Regions from separate parts of the Pogona vitticeps genome. Here region 2 is linked to region 1. A link is a contact called in public Hi-C data. All regions are on one chromosome and are shown on one strand. Each heading gives the region's core, a stretch centred on a gene start, on an enhancer-like site or on the middle of the called end of the contact. The rest is flanking DNA. Distances are from core to core; before and after follow the strand shown. Region 1 holds the start of IRF5 (interferon regulatory factor 5). Region 2 holds the start of ATP6V1F (ATPase H+ transporting V1 subunit F).

Region 1 (6,386 bases), core at 1,820-4,319:
GAATGGTAGGGCTCTTTGGGGGAAAGGTAAGGGGACCACAGCCAGGGGGCAAGCGGAGAGAGAGGCCGACCGAGCCAGCTTGCCTGGCACACTCTACCCGAACATTTAGGCTGTTCTAAGCATGGCTTCATCTGCAGGACTTTTTTGATTCAACGACATGCAAGACTCTGCCTCCATAACTCAGGCGCTCTGCCTCGACCTCCGGCCTTCCTGTCGCTTTCAACACATCTCCAAGAAAAATCAGTTTCTCTTCTGCTATTCCAAGCCGCCGGCCCTGTTTGTTCACCTGGCCCTGCGCTGAGGCCACTCACTTCTCCTTCCTCTTCTTCAACATCTGAAGAATTAATTAATTAATGCATTTCCGAGACGCATTAACTCCTTCGTGGCCTAAGAACGTCCGCAGTGCCTTTAGGGAAACCCACAAGTAAGGTGTCAGGACCTCAGCCCTCGGTTCTGAGAGCTGTTCCCCAACAAAGGATATTCAGGGGTACACTTCTCTTGAACATGAAGGTTCTATCCCCTACCACCCCACAATTTTATTACCTCTCTCGATAGCACAAACTGAAGTTATACGACAAACGCTTGTTGGATCGCCTTCGTTTTTACCTGATCTCTTTTCAAAGCCATGGAAAGCCCATCTCTTCTAGCAGAGAATCCCTCGAATTCATTACCGGCCCCGCGAAGATGCCCAAAGAAGAGATTGAAAGAGACCCAGGGTGCATCTTTTATGCTCCGCTCCTAGTTACCCATTTTAGGAAGCCTCTGTAATCAAAACGGGCGAAAGAACACACTGAAACCGCAACTGATCGCATTTCCCCGTGTTTGTCTTTCCACCACTTAAAAGATAAGGCACCTTTGCTTTTGGTCTTTTTATCTCCGGATTAAGCAGAGGAGAGATGGGATGAAGAACGCCATCATTATTGACATACAGGAACAAAATCAAAGCCAGAATCAGCGTTTGGCGAGGGAGGGCCTTGGGCGCCCGCCGGAGTTCAGCCAAGAGGAGACACAACCTCCTTGTGAAACGGTCCCACATCCAGATGCATTTATTTATGCATCAGTCCACGTGGCTCGCCTTTCCTCCAACCTGCTCAAGGTGGTGGACGCGGCCTTCCTATTCCATTTCCCTCCCTTCTTCATCACAACGTCCCTGTGAGGGAGGCTAAGACGCAAAGCGGAGGCTAGACCGCTCGCTATCCCAGTGAATATCCCCGGGAGTTCGGGAGGAACTGAATTCTGGACCTTTGGAGCAGGCACCAACCAGGGTTCGGACAAGCCCTTCTCTCCTGTGCTGCTTCTTGGACGCAGTTTTGGGACCCTGAATGCGAAATCACAACACACAAAAGTGCCTCTTTACGAACAGGCACCACAAACCACCTCCTGCCTTTCGAAAGGGCCGGGTGTGCATAAAATTATAGTCAATTCCTCGTGCGGTCAGACGTCCGGCTTTGCTGTTACGCTCAGAGCGACTGTTTCGAAATTTTATCCGTTCCCCTACATAAAAGCAGTTGTCATTTTAACTCGACCAGAGTCAGTGTGGTGTTACGGGCGGGGTGTCCGACTGGGTTTGAGGTGGAGGCCTGGGTTCAAATCCCAGTCCAGCTACGGAATCTCACTGGTGGGGGTTGGCCATTATAACATCTCTACCCGAACATCCAGCAAACCTCAATACCTGTGTGAGAGTCACAATAAGCCAGAAGCGGCCAGAGGGCACCGTTTGTAACGCCAGTGGGAGCATCCGCCAGTGGGAGCATCCACCATCATGCAGGGTTCCCGCTCCAAAGCCATGCGCTCTGCCCACCCGATCCATGAGAGCCAGAGAGCGAGAGGGGTTTCCTTGGCCAGGCGCTTGTGTGAGTTCTGGCTCCTGTCTTCAGACATATGGGGTACAATATGGAAGCAAAACGAAAGGGGAAACGGGAAAGAGCCATTTCATTAACCACAATGGCCACCCATGCGCTTTCCAAGGGCTGGCGAGCAGAAACCCGTAGAGCAACGACCGATACAGGAGGTCCTCAACAACGGGTCAAGAAATTCCTGGGGAATAAATAGTGGTGTCGTGCTCAGAAAACTGACCGCAAGCCCCCTGGCTAGGATTCCCCCCCCCCCCGTCCTCTTGGGATGCAGATGCATATGTCGGCGCTGCCCCCCATCCTTGTCAGAACCAGGTGCCCTCCCCAAAGGAAAGCTCTGGTCCCAAGCCACCCTTGGGGCACTCCTATAGGAGAGGCGCCTTGCAGAAGCCCCCACCACCACCACCAGCCGGCTTCCCCCCCCCCACCCCTCCAGGTGCACTGAATCACCTCTCCCATCAATCCCTAATAAGTATAGCCAGTTGGGGATGATAGAAGGTGTAGTTCCTTCCACCACTTTCACAACTCAGGAATCGGGGGGGGGGGGGGTTCGAGTGAAGGAGATCCGTTTTAGCCTTGAATTTAGGATGTTCCCCATTTTTTTGTTGTTGTTTTTTTAAGGGTAAAGGGCTTTGGTTGTTTCTGAAAAGGGGTCCCGCCAGCCGAGGAAGAAGCGGAGGCAGGCGGACGGGCGGGGGGGAGGGATGTGATTGACGGCTCCATCCCTCCACGATCCCTCCACGATCCGCGGACCCAACCGGTCCGGGGCGATCCTGAGCCAAAAGGAGAGCAGCCTCGGCGGCCGGTGCGATTCGGGTTTCCCCCCCCCTTTTTTTCCTTCCTCCTTTTTTTTCAAAATTGCAAAATGCGCGGAAAGTAAAAATGCGCGGAGAAAAAGAAAGCAAGCCCGGAGCTTTTACCGCCTTGACAAGGAGGAAATCAATGGGGAGAGGAGAGAGAGAGGAGAAAGTGGGGTGGGGTGGAAGGTCCGTGGGGGGGCGCATCCCCTCCCCCGTCGCCCCACAGAGACCCCCGCCCCCGCCCCCCCGCGCTGCCCACCTGGCCTCTCTCGTCGGAGCCCGGACCGGCTCGGCCGCCCGCGATCCCACGCCGCCCGAGGCAGGCGACGGTCCCCCAGCCGCTCCGCTCCGCTCGGCTCGGCTCCGCAGCCCCGGCCCGTCTTCCGCGGGGAGAAGCCGGCGCCGCCCCCGCCGCCCAGGGACGGAGGGACGGAGCCGGGGCCGCGCCTCCCTTCCGGACAGGAGAGCCGGCCCGGGAGACCCGAGCCCCGCTGGCTGGGAGATGATGGGACCTGGAGTCCCTTCCTTTCCCCCCCCTCCAAAAAAAGAAAAGAAGGGAACTTGACCTTAAGGGGCGATAGGGAGCAGCCGAGTGGCAGGCAGGCAGCGCCCCGCCCGCGACTCACCTGTCGGCACCTGGGGGCGGCGCCCCGCCTCCCACTCACCTGGGCCAGCAGGCCACGCCCACAGGCCCGCCCCCGCCCCGGCCTCCCCCGCCAGGAAACCAGCTGTCGCTCCAGGATGATGATGATGAGTAGTAGTAGTGGTAGTGGTAGTAGTAGTAGTAGTTCGTTTCGTTCGTTTCGTCGTGTCCGACTCTTCATGACCCCATGGACCAAAGCACGCAGTAGTAGTCAAAAACTCCAGGCACAGTCAAAATTATGAAAAACATTGACTAGTCTTACTCTTATTCTTCAAAAACTCCAAGCAGTCTATCAAAGCTATCAATGTATACACATTTAATGTTAAGTGTCATCATTATTAACTTTCCTTAATTAAAAAAAAAGGGGGGGGAGCTACAAAAGCATTGACTGGTATATAAGAGATACAAGTTTTAACCAAAAACCAAAGTATCTGTTAAATGTTGGCACAGTATGTGTACTGTTCCTATTATTATTATTATTATTATTATTATTATTATTATTATTATTATTATTATTATTATTATTATTATTATTATTATTATTATTGTCATCGTCATCGTCATCGTCATCGTCATAGTTATCATCATTCGAATTTCAAAATTCAGATTTCAACCAACAACCTAAGGATCCATTAAACACTGGCGCAGTATGTACGCTGTTTCTAATATTGCCAGGTTTTTCTAGCTCTGACGGTGTGATTTCTGAGATCTGCAACTGCTTATAACACTGTGTGTGATTTCTTGATATGGTTCCCAAAGCCCCAATGACGACGGGGACCCGTGAAGTAAGTCTCTTCCAGAGGCAAGAAGTTTCGATGGCCAGGACCACCTTAGTTTTTCCAATTCTTTATTTTCTGCTCTAGCATCCCCTTGAATTGCGATGTCTAAGAAACTCCTTCTGGATGTTCAGATTGTGACGCTAAAGCTTTACTTCTTCGTTTTGGAAATCCAGCGAGTCTCACGCCAATATTGCAAAGAACTGCAGAGCAGGAAGCGACCCCTTCGACAAGGAGGGGCCACCGTGTCCAACCCTCCTTTTTGCCAAAAGTGGGAAATCTGCAGCTAAAGCTTCCCCGACTGGTGGCCACCCTACCTCTGCAGGAAAACAGCTAAGGAAGCCGCGTCCGCCGGCCTCCGCGTCACATCCTCCGTTCCACCATCGAAGCGGTCTTACTCTCAATGGCCTCATCCCTCTGCTAGCACACACACCAAACACCCTCACCTTCCAGATGTTGAACGACTACGATGCCCATCAGCCCCAGTACAGCCAGTGGTGTGGGACGATGGCCCAGCAAGATCGGAGAGCCGGGGTCTTGCCATCCCCACCTTGTTAGGGCCAAAGAGCACGTCCGAACGTGGGGCACAAGCTTCCAGGTCCTCTCTCGCTCTGCACCAGGCCGGAGGTTGCTCCCACTCTGCTAAAAAAACACACAACACAAACAACAACAGAGGGGGGGCCTTGGAGTGGGAGCCCCCCACCCACAAATCTTGGGGTGTTGCACAATCAGATTTGTTGGTTCATGAACTGCCTCTAATTATTGAAGGGGATCAGGCTTTGAAAAAGTCATCTTTTAGACTTCTTGGTTTGGGGATTCTGGTTTCTGGTTTGGGGGATTCTGGGGGTGGTGGTGGTTTGTAGTCCAAAGGAGTGACATGTTCGGTTCCTCGGCTGTGAAGATTTTTCAGCGTAAATCCAGTGCCTCTCTGTGTGCAGGGGTGCCTTCCGCTGCCTTTTCGCCTCTCGTAAATCACAGATAGGAACCCATGGGAACAGGGGACGATGCCCCTCCAGAGGTTCAACCACAACTCCCAGTCGCCCCTCACCACCCGCGCCTGCCGCATGGGGGATGATGGGAACCGGCACCTTCTCCTCCGCAGAGAGAGAAAGAAACAGGATTTGGACAAAAGCAGCCAATCAAGATTCCTTCTTTGTATAGTAACGGCCTCTCAGGCTAAGGGATGAGACCAAGGCCGGTCCCTTTGTCAGTGGCAAAGACATGGGCCGCTCTCCACCCCGAGAAAGAAAGAAAGAAAGAAAGAAAGAAAGAAGCCGAAACTTCAGGGAGAATAAAGGCAAGGCGGGCAGCCAGCCATCTTCAGCTCCATTCCAGGAAGCAGAAGATAGAAAAGTTTGATTTTTTTTTGGACTACAACTCCCAGAACCCCCCAACAACAACTACACACATGAACCATGGCCATTTTGGCTGAAGAATGCTGGAAGCTGTAGTCCAAGGAACCACACTATCCCACTAGGGGATTCTGGGAGTTGTAGTACACAAAAAAATGAACGCCCTCATACTCTGGCTCGGGGAGTTAGGGAAGGAGCCACGCCTACTACTCGCCGTTTTCAAAAGGATGATTTGTTGCTAATCATCTCCTCCTCGGTTTTTTTAACCTCCCCCCCCCCCAAATGGAGCGGGTCCCTTTAAGGCCTAGCCACGCCCACTGGCTCTCGTCGCCCCTCCCTCCCCTCCCTTTCCCTGTGATTGGCCACGGCCTGCGGAGCGCCGGTCCCACCCCCCCCGGTGGGCGGACTTCGGAAGCCGAGGAGGCGGGCCTTCATTGCCCGTCACTCTCAGCGTGGCCCATAGAGCTACACACTGTAGAGTGTCGCTTGCTTTGCTGGTGGACTCGGTCGCTGGACCCTTTGCTGGGGCAGGAGAGAGCCGGGTTGCCCCCGCAGGGCAGCGAGACTCCCCCTCTCCCGCCCCCCCCCAGTGTTCCTCCGGGCCCCCGAGGGCAGAGGGAGCACGCTTTGCATCCTCCCCTTCCCCTTCCCTGTTGTTTTCACAACAACAACCCCCCACCCCTCCCTGCCAGGTTCTATTGACTTCAGAACAACAACCCTGCCAGGTAGGCTCAAGGGGCCCAAAGGGGCTGGGGTGTGAACGGAGCGCTGAGCTCTGGACTGGGATTCGGAAGGGGGATGTTTTTTTGGGGGGGGGGGGAGAGAGAGGACGTTTTGGAGACAGTTGCTACTCCTGGGATTATATATGTGTATATATATATATATATTATTCCCCCTCCTAATGCACTGGGAAACTTTTAAAAAAGAAAGTGAGAAAATGTATAAGCAGCAGAGCTGGGAAA
Region 2 (6,453 bases), core at 255-2,754, 220 kb after region 1:
CTTGATATTCAACTGAAATCTGGCTTCCTTTAACTTGAGCCCCTTGTTGTGTGTCCTGCACGCTGGGATGATCGAGAACCGATCCTGCCCTTTCTCTGTAGGACAGCCTTTCAAGGATCTTAAAAGTACTAAGAGTCATTCCATAAAAATAACATTTCCAAACCCTTCCTAGTGGGCTGTTAATCATGCATTCCAGAGCATGGAAATGTTCCTTTCTTCCTTTCCCTGTTTTCTTTCTCTCTCTTTTTGGACTACAATTCCCATGCCTGGCAAGGGGATTCTAGGAGTTGCAGTTCCAAAAAAAGGGGACACACACACACACACATTCAAGTCCTTGTTTCCTTCTACGACACCTTGGCTTCCCTATCCAGGCAGACGTTCTTTGCCCTCACCACCCTCCTATTTTTAAAAACACCTCATCAGCCGAGGAGACCTGGAGAGCTCAAAAACTATTTTTGTTTAAAAAAAAACACCAGTCTTTTTCTGGTATAAGCTTTTTTTTTTTAAAGAATGTTTAATAAAAATTTTAATAATTTTTTTTTTTAAAAAAAATCCTTTTGCTCCTGAGGCTGCCTTTATCCAGGCTCTACCCTGGGCCAGATGCTGGAATTGTTTTTCTCCGGGGGCCAAAATGGATGGATCAGAGCTTCCTTTCTTTCCAGAGGATGGATGAAACAGGCTTTCCCCCCCACCTTCTGAGATCAGTAGGAACGAGCTGCAGATGTTAACTTTCTCATTGTTCCAAATCACACTCCTGATATTTTATTTAAAATATTTTTACCCCGCCATTCTCCTTAAAAAAAGACCCATGGCAGCTTATACCAGAAAAAGACTGTCTTCAAAGCTAAAGCAGTGAGTACAAAAATAACTAACAAGGATCAAACAATTGGCACATAAAAAGGGTGAACAAATGCTCCACCAAAGACACATTCCGCCACACCACTCTATTGGTATTCCATCTACCCTTGGTGATTTATTTCTTCCTAGTGCTTTCTGAGCAGCTTTCACTTCACTCTCCAACTATATTATTATTATTTATAGTTATTATATTTATATGTTGCTGCTTATCTAGATTCCCAGTGTGGCGCATTGGATAGAGTGCCGGACCAGGACTCTGAGACCTGGGTTCGAATCCCTGCTCAGCCCTGGGAATTGACGGGGGGGGGGGGACCAGTGGAACTGATAAAACTAGTCCGTAAAGTATCTCACTTGCCGCTAAAGCCCCATTAGGGTCATTATAAGTCTCAGCACACACATAATTATCTAGCTGCCCTAATGCAGTTTAGAATACTGTAGTTTCAAATCGCATCACAAGCTTGCAGGGTTCCGTCCTCTGCCAGGGAGCAGGGCCCCGCATGCGCATACCAGACCGGGGGCCGAGTAAACCCGGAAGTCAATTGTTTCACACCTCTATATTTCGTATCTCTGCGGAGAAGATCACGGGCTGGCGGCTGCCTTAGGGACACGCATGCGTAGCCCGTAGGCACGCCCCCCTCCGCCTCACGCGCCTGCGCCTTCCTATAAGAGCTGGCTACGGGGACGCCTTGGGGTCATTATTAGCGTTTGTGCGTTTCGTCTGCCCGCGCTTGTTTCTCGGGGAGCCATGGCCGGCCGGGGGAAGCTGATCGCCGTCCTCGGGGACGAAGACACGGTGACCGGGTTCCTCCTGGGCGGGGTCGGGGAGCTGGACAAGCACCGCCGCCCGAACTTCCTGGTGGTGGAGAAGGAGACGGCCCTGGCCGAGATCGAGGAGGCTTTCCGGTGAGGGAGGGAGGGAAGGAGGGAGGGGGCGATGACCTGGGAACGGCGGTTTGGCGGGGCGGGGGGGAGAGAAAAGCCGTCGGAACAGCCGTTGCCGCGGCAACAGCGAGGAAGAGCCCACTAGGCTGGGAGGAATGGGGAGGGGGATTGAAGAAGGGGGACGCGACCATTCTGGGAGGACGACGCGGGGGGGAGTCGATGGATGGATGGAAGGGAGGGAAATAGCGGCGGCGGGGGGGCAGGAGGAAGAGACCATTGGCTGTTACGGGGGGGGAGGAGGAGAGACCAAACCATTCCATGTGAAGGGGGGGGTTTCCATAGCAGTTAATGGGGACTGGTGGAACTTGTGGGGATTCAGGAGGAAGAAGCAGCAGCCATTCCTCCCTCTGTATTTCATGGAAGAGCTGTAGGAAAGCACCAGAGTCCCCCCCCCCTTCCAGCTCCTCCATTTTTGGACGACAACTCCCAGAATCCCCCAGCCAGCTTTGCTGGCTGGGGGCTTCTGGGCGTTGTTGTCCAAAAATTAAATTATTCTGCCACCACCACCCCTGAATTCTCCTTAAAAATCCCCCTTCTCCTGTGACTGCTGGAGGCCAAACCTAGCAGCTGGAACCCAAATCCACTCCGCCCAAAGCTGGCTTGGGGGATTCTGGGACTTGCAGTCCATAAAATGGAGGACCTGCTGGAAGCTTTGGAGGGAAGCCAAGGAATCTCAAATAGGTGGGGTGGGGGTGCTTGGACCGAGCCTCCTCCCTCCATGGGGTGCTTTGAGAGGCTTGGGCCTGTGGGTGCCCCCCACCCCACCCCCCCAAGGGAGAGCTTCCCCTTTTGCTGCCAACACCTTCTTTCCTTGCTGGGCATTCCCGTGACTTATGAATCATTGTCACAGGAGAGGAAACAGAAGCGCCGTGGAGGAATCGAACACGCCTCTGCCCCCCGCAGCCCAGTTCCCAAGTCTGGAGTCAGGAAAACGGTCCCTTTTCTTTGCCCTCGGAACGAACCTCCTTGGCCTGTGAAGCAAGGACATCCTGCCGCTTGTCGTCTCTCGGCTTCTCCGAAGGGAACCGGGTTCAGCCCGTCTTGTGTTTACCCACAAACACCGCTGGCTTGTTCACGTCCTTCCACCTGGTCTCCCTGTCCTGCTTTATCTGGTGAAGACCGACCTCTCGTCACGGTGACCTTGGTGAAGCTTTTCACAGCAACGCTTCTCTGGCATGGCATGATTCGCAGAGCGGTTGCCGTTCTTGAGAGAATAAGGTCTCCTCTTCCGGCAGAAGGTCCTTCCGGGGCCTTGGTCAGGAGCCAGCCGGATTCCTCTCTTACTGAGCCCGGCCTTGACAGCGAGAAATCAGAAGTGGTTTTATCCATACCTTCTTCTCGGGTGGCAAACACGCTGCTTTCTCCATGCCTTACTGTTGGCCTTGTTTGTCATCAGGAGCTGGTAGAGCATGAAATGTGCCATCATCTGAAGGGCCTCCTTTCCCCCACTCTGGTTGAGTGGGTTTGACCCTCCGGGTGCTTCAGACGCCAACCAGCTCCTGGAAGCGCTAACAGACATAAACCAGGATCAGGCTTTTTGAGAATTGGGCGTCTATACTGTAATAATTGGATTGCTAAAGGAATGGCTGGCCTACGATGTGGAGGTTGAGTCGCCTGTGGCCGCATGCCCCAAGATGGGGTGTGGAACACGGGTGGGCGCAGGTGCTTGGGCCCCACACTTTACTCACACTGGCAGGGTCTTCCCTTAGGAGAGGAGGGCTTGGTTCTGCTCGGGAGGAGGCCCTCTCTTTCCCAATGGATCCCAGCCCCTCCTATTGGCTTGCAGCGGAGGCCTGCGCAGACTTTCAAGGTGGTATCCTTTATTCGGTGCGCAACCCAGGCTGCGGATTTCTTGCTATTTTGAGTTGCTTGCACCCTGACTTCTCATGCGGCCACTGGTCTTTGAGGCTGGTTGGCCGGATGGGGGGATATCCCAATCCAAAGTCGATTCCTCCAGTTCATACCAGACCAGGGCCCCGTGGAAATGGCTATTCTCAGGCTGCTCCCAGGAGGAGGGAAAGGTGAACCGCTTCTGAATATTCCCTAGTCCAGAAGAGCTTGGAAAGGTTTCCTGTAAGTCAGGATCGGCTTGATGGCACGCAGTTGCTCTAGCTGCTGTTAGCTCTGACCTGTTCTTTGTCCTCAGGGGTTTCCTGTCCCGTGACGACATTGGCATCATCCTCATCAACCAGTTCATCGCCGAGATGATCCGGCACGCCATCGACGCGCACACCAAGTCCATCCCAGCCGTGCTGGAGATCCCCTCGAAGGAGCACCCGTACGATGCCTCCAAGGACTCCATCTTGCGCCGGGCCAAGGGCATGTTCACAGCCGAGGACTTGCGATAGTTGTGGAGGAGAGAGTTGGGGGAAAGGACAGGCGGTCTCCTTCCTCGTTGCCCCCACCAGCAGCATCAGCTCCTGCTCGACCCCACTGGCTCCATAAAGAGCTTTTTCTCCCTGTCTCGTGTGGATATATTTGCTGCAGAAATGTCTCCACCCTCGTTGTTGTCTTCTCGCTGCCCTGTAAGACTGGTGGGGGGGGGGGGGACACAACACCAGCCTCTAGGGTTTTTCCAGTCTTGGCTTTGTTTCGCCTTGTGTCTCCTACCTTTCCCCTGTTTGCAGTGGCTCACTGTGGGGTGGGGCTGTTTGCCCTCCCCACGGGAGCCCAGGAGATCCAGGGAGCTGGCAGTTCCTTTTGCCCTCAGCTTTTCTCTGCTGGAGAAGCAGTAAGCCCACAGCATAGCTGAGCCTCTCCTCCACGCCCTGGGGGGCTTTCCCCGGCCCCACTCCGTGTCTTGCTCGGATGCTCATTCCCATCCACGGCTTCCTCTTACACACCTAAAGCCCATCTTTATTAAGTGGCTCATGTATTATTACATTATTATTTTTGCCCAGGGCCAGACATGTGATCTGCAATTGTAGCTAATTGTTGATATGCTCCAGTTCCCTCTGAATGACCCTGTTTGATCAGAAAGGATGGGATTGCGTAGAACCGGTCTCATGGAATTGCCCTTCGTGTTTGCTGAAGCAACCTGGGAAATGTTTGTAACACAGAAAGGGATTTCTCTTGCCTTCTCCATATACCTCCCCTACTTGAGATGGTTAGCTCAGTTTCGCTTGCTTTAAAGCATTCTAAAACTGGAATTTTAAAAGGGGGGGGGGGACCCTGAAAAATATACTGTCTGTTCTGATCTCCAGTCTGTAATAAAATACCCACATCAGATGGTGAATGTCAGTGAATTATTTATTATCTCAGCCTTGGCTTTCTCTTGATGCAGGCACTCTGGAATCTCATGTAACTTTATCTCTAATAGAAACAACCGTATTTGCCGACGCTTTGCTGTAGTGGAGTTCAGTGCAAATTAAAAAGAACCCTTTCAGCCCTTTCTCTCGTTTCTTCTTTGTAATGGTACTCGTCGGCCCCTGGCAATTAATGGCTGAGGACTTGAAGATTTCTTAGTGGGGTTTCTGTGTGTGAGAGACAATTGCTCTTCCAGCCTTAGATAGGAGGGGCCTCTCGTCCGTGTTTGTGCAGGACTGGGGAGGTGTGGATTCCAGTCCCCACTTGTGGGTGAAACTCACCGGCTGACCTTGGCTTCTCCACTCTCTGCCTGCTCTACCTTGTGGGGATTCAGCGATGCGAAGTGGAACTCTATCTTTTAGCTCCCTGGAGGGAAGTTTGGATCAAAGAACCACAGTACCAGCCCCCTGTAAGAAGAACGACGCATTGTTGTCCTTATTAACTTATATCCCATCCTTTCTTGTGAGAGGCCAGGGTAGCTAACTGTTCACATTCAAAGCACTGCTAAAATAACAGTTTATGTGCACCTGAAGTGACATTGCCAGGTGGGCACATCAAAAAATGACACGTGTCTCAAAGGGAGATGATGGCCATCATTTGAAAGGACATTTGGAAAAGTCCCATCCTTTAAGAAGAGTCTAAGCCTCTTCCCCAAAAGCTTTGGCAGGAGGTAACATTTTTGTCTGGTACCCGAAGGCCCAAAGTGTAAGGGATGAGAAACGGGATACTTGTTTATTTTTTTAAAAAAAAATATTTGTACGGTTATTGTTTTTAGCTTTCTAGGTTGTCTTTTTAATAATGTGAGCCGTCTTGGGTCCTTTTTGAGGAGAAAGGTGGGGTAAAGAGCCTCGTGGCGCAGTGGTTAAACCGCTGTATTGCAGCTAAAACTGTGCTCACAACCTGGGGTTCAAATCCCAGGTAGGTGGCTCAAGGTTGACTCAGCCTTCTATCCTTCGTGGGGGGGGAATGTGTAGCCTCCATAACTAACTTGTAAACCGCCCAGAGAGTGTTTGAAGCACTATGAGGTGGTATATAAGGAGCACGCTTTGCTTTTTTAAAAAATATTTTCAATCAATAAATGTGATGGAAGAGAGTTCTCTTAATGGCAAGACCGGAGTCATCGCCTGCTTAGCCATTTTCCCTTCTCTGTGTCTTGCCAAGAAGCAGAGTTTATGTCTAACTGGGATTCTGGGTCGTTCTTTCCATGAAAAAAAGGGGGGGGGATGAGGGGAAGTTGGCCAAGCCTGGGAAGGAGCTCAGCGGAATCCAGGAGGGTACCCGCTAATACTTAGTTCCAGATCTAGGGCTCCTCTGCCTGGAAGGTTTTGTGTCCACCACCTCTTTTGG

The links. A called contact is a pair of places that touch in the nucleus more often than the background predicts.
Region 2: a Hi-C map of blood shows a contact between it and region 1, with 3 times the contacts expected there. The contact joins the promoter of ATP6V1F here to the promoter of IRF5 in region 1. A contact is called at or near these places in 2 of 2 Hi-C or Micro-C datasets (blood and muscle).

Annotation. Positions count from the first base shown.
Region 1 is chr5:194,683,269-194,689,654 of PviZW2.1, forward strand. IRF5 (interferon regulatory factor 5) reads right to left here and starts at 3,070. Exons shown (of 9, transcript XM_073002434.2): 1 at 2,913-3,070.
Region 2 is chr5:194,905,885-194,912,337 of PviZW2.1, forward strand. It overlaps ATP6V1F (ATPase H+ transporting V1 subunit F), which reads left to right and starts at 1,505. Exons shown (of 2, transcript XM_020812458.3): 1 at 1,505-1,761; 2 at 3,947-5,191. The coding sequence starts at 1,604. The coding sequence ends at 4,148. LOC144583190 (a long non-coding RNA gene) reads right to left here and starts at 3,351. Exons shown (of 2, transcript XR_013536847.1): 1 at 2,763-3,351.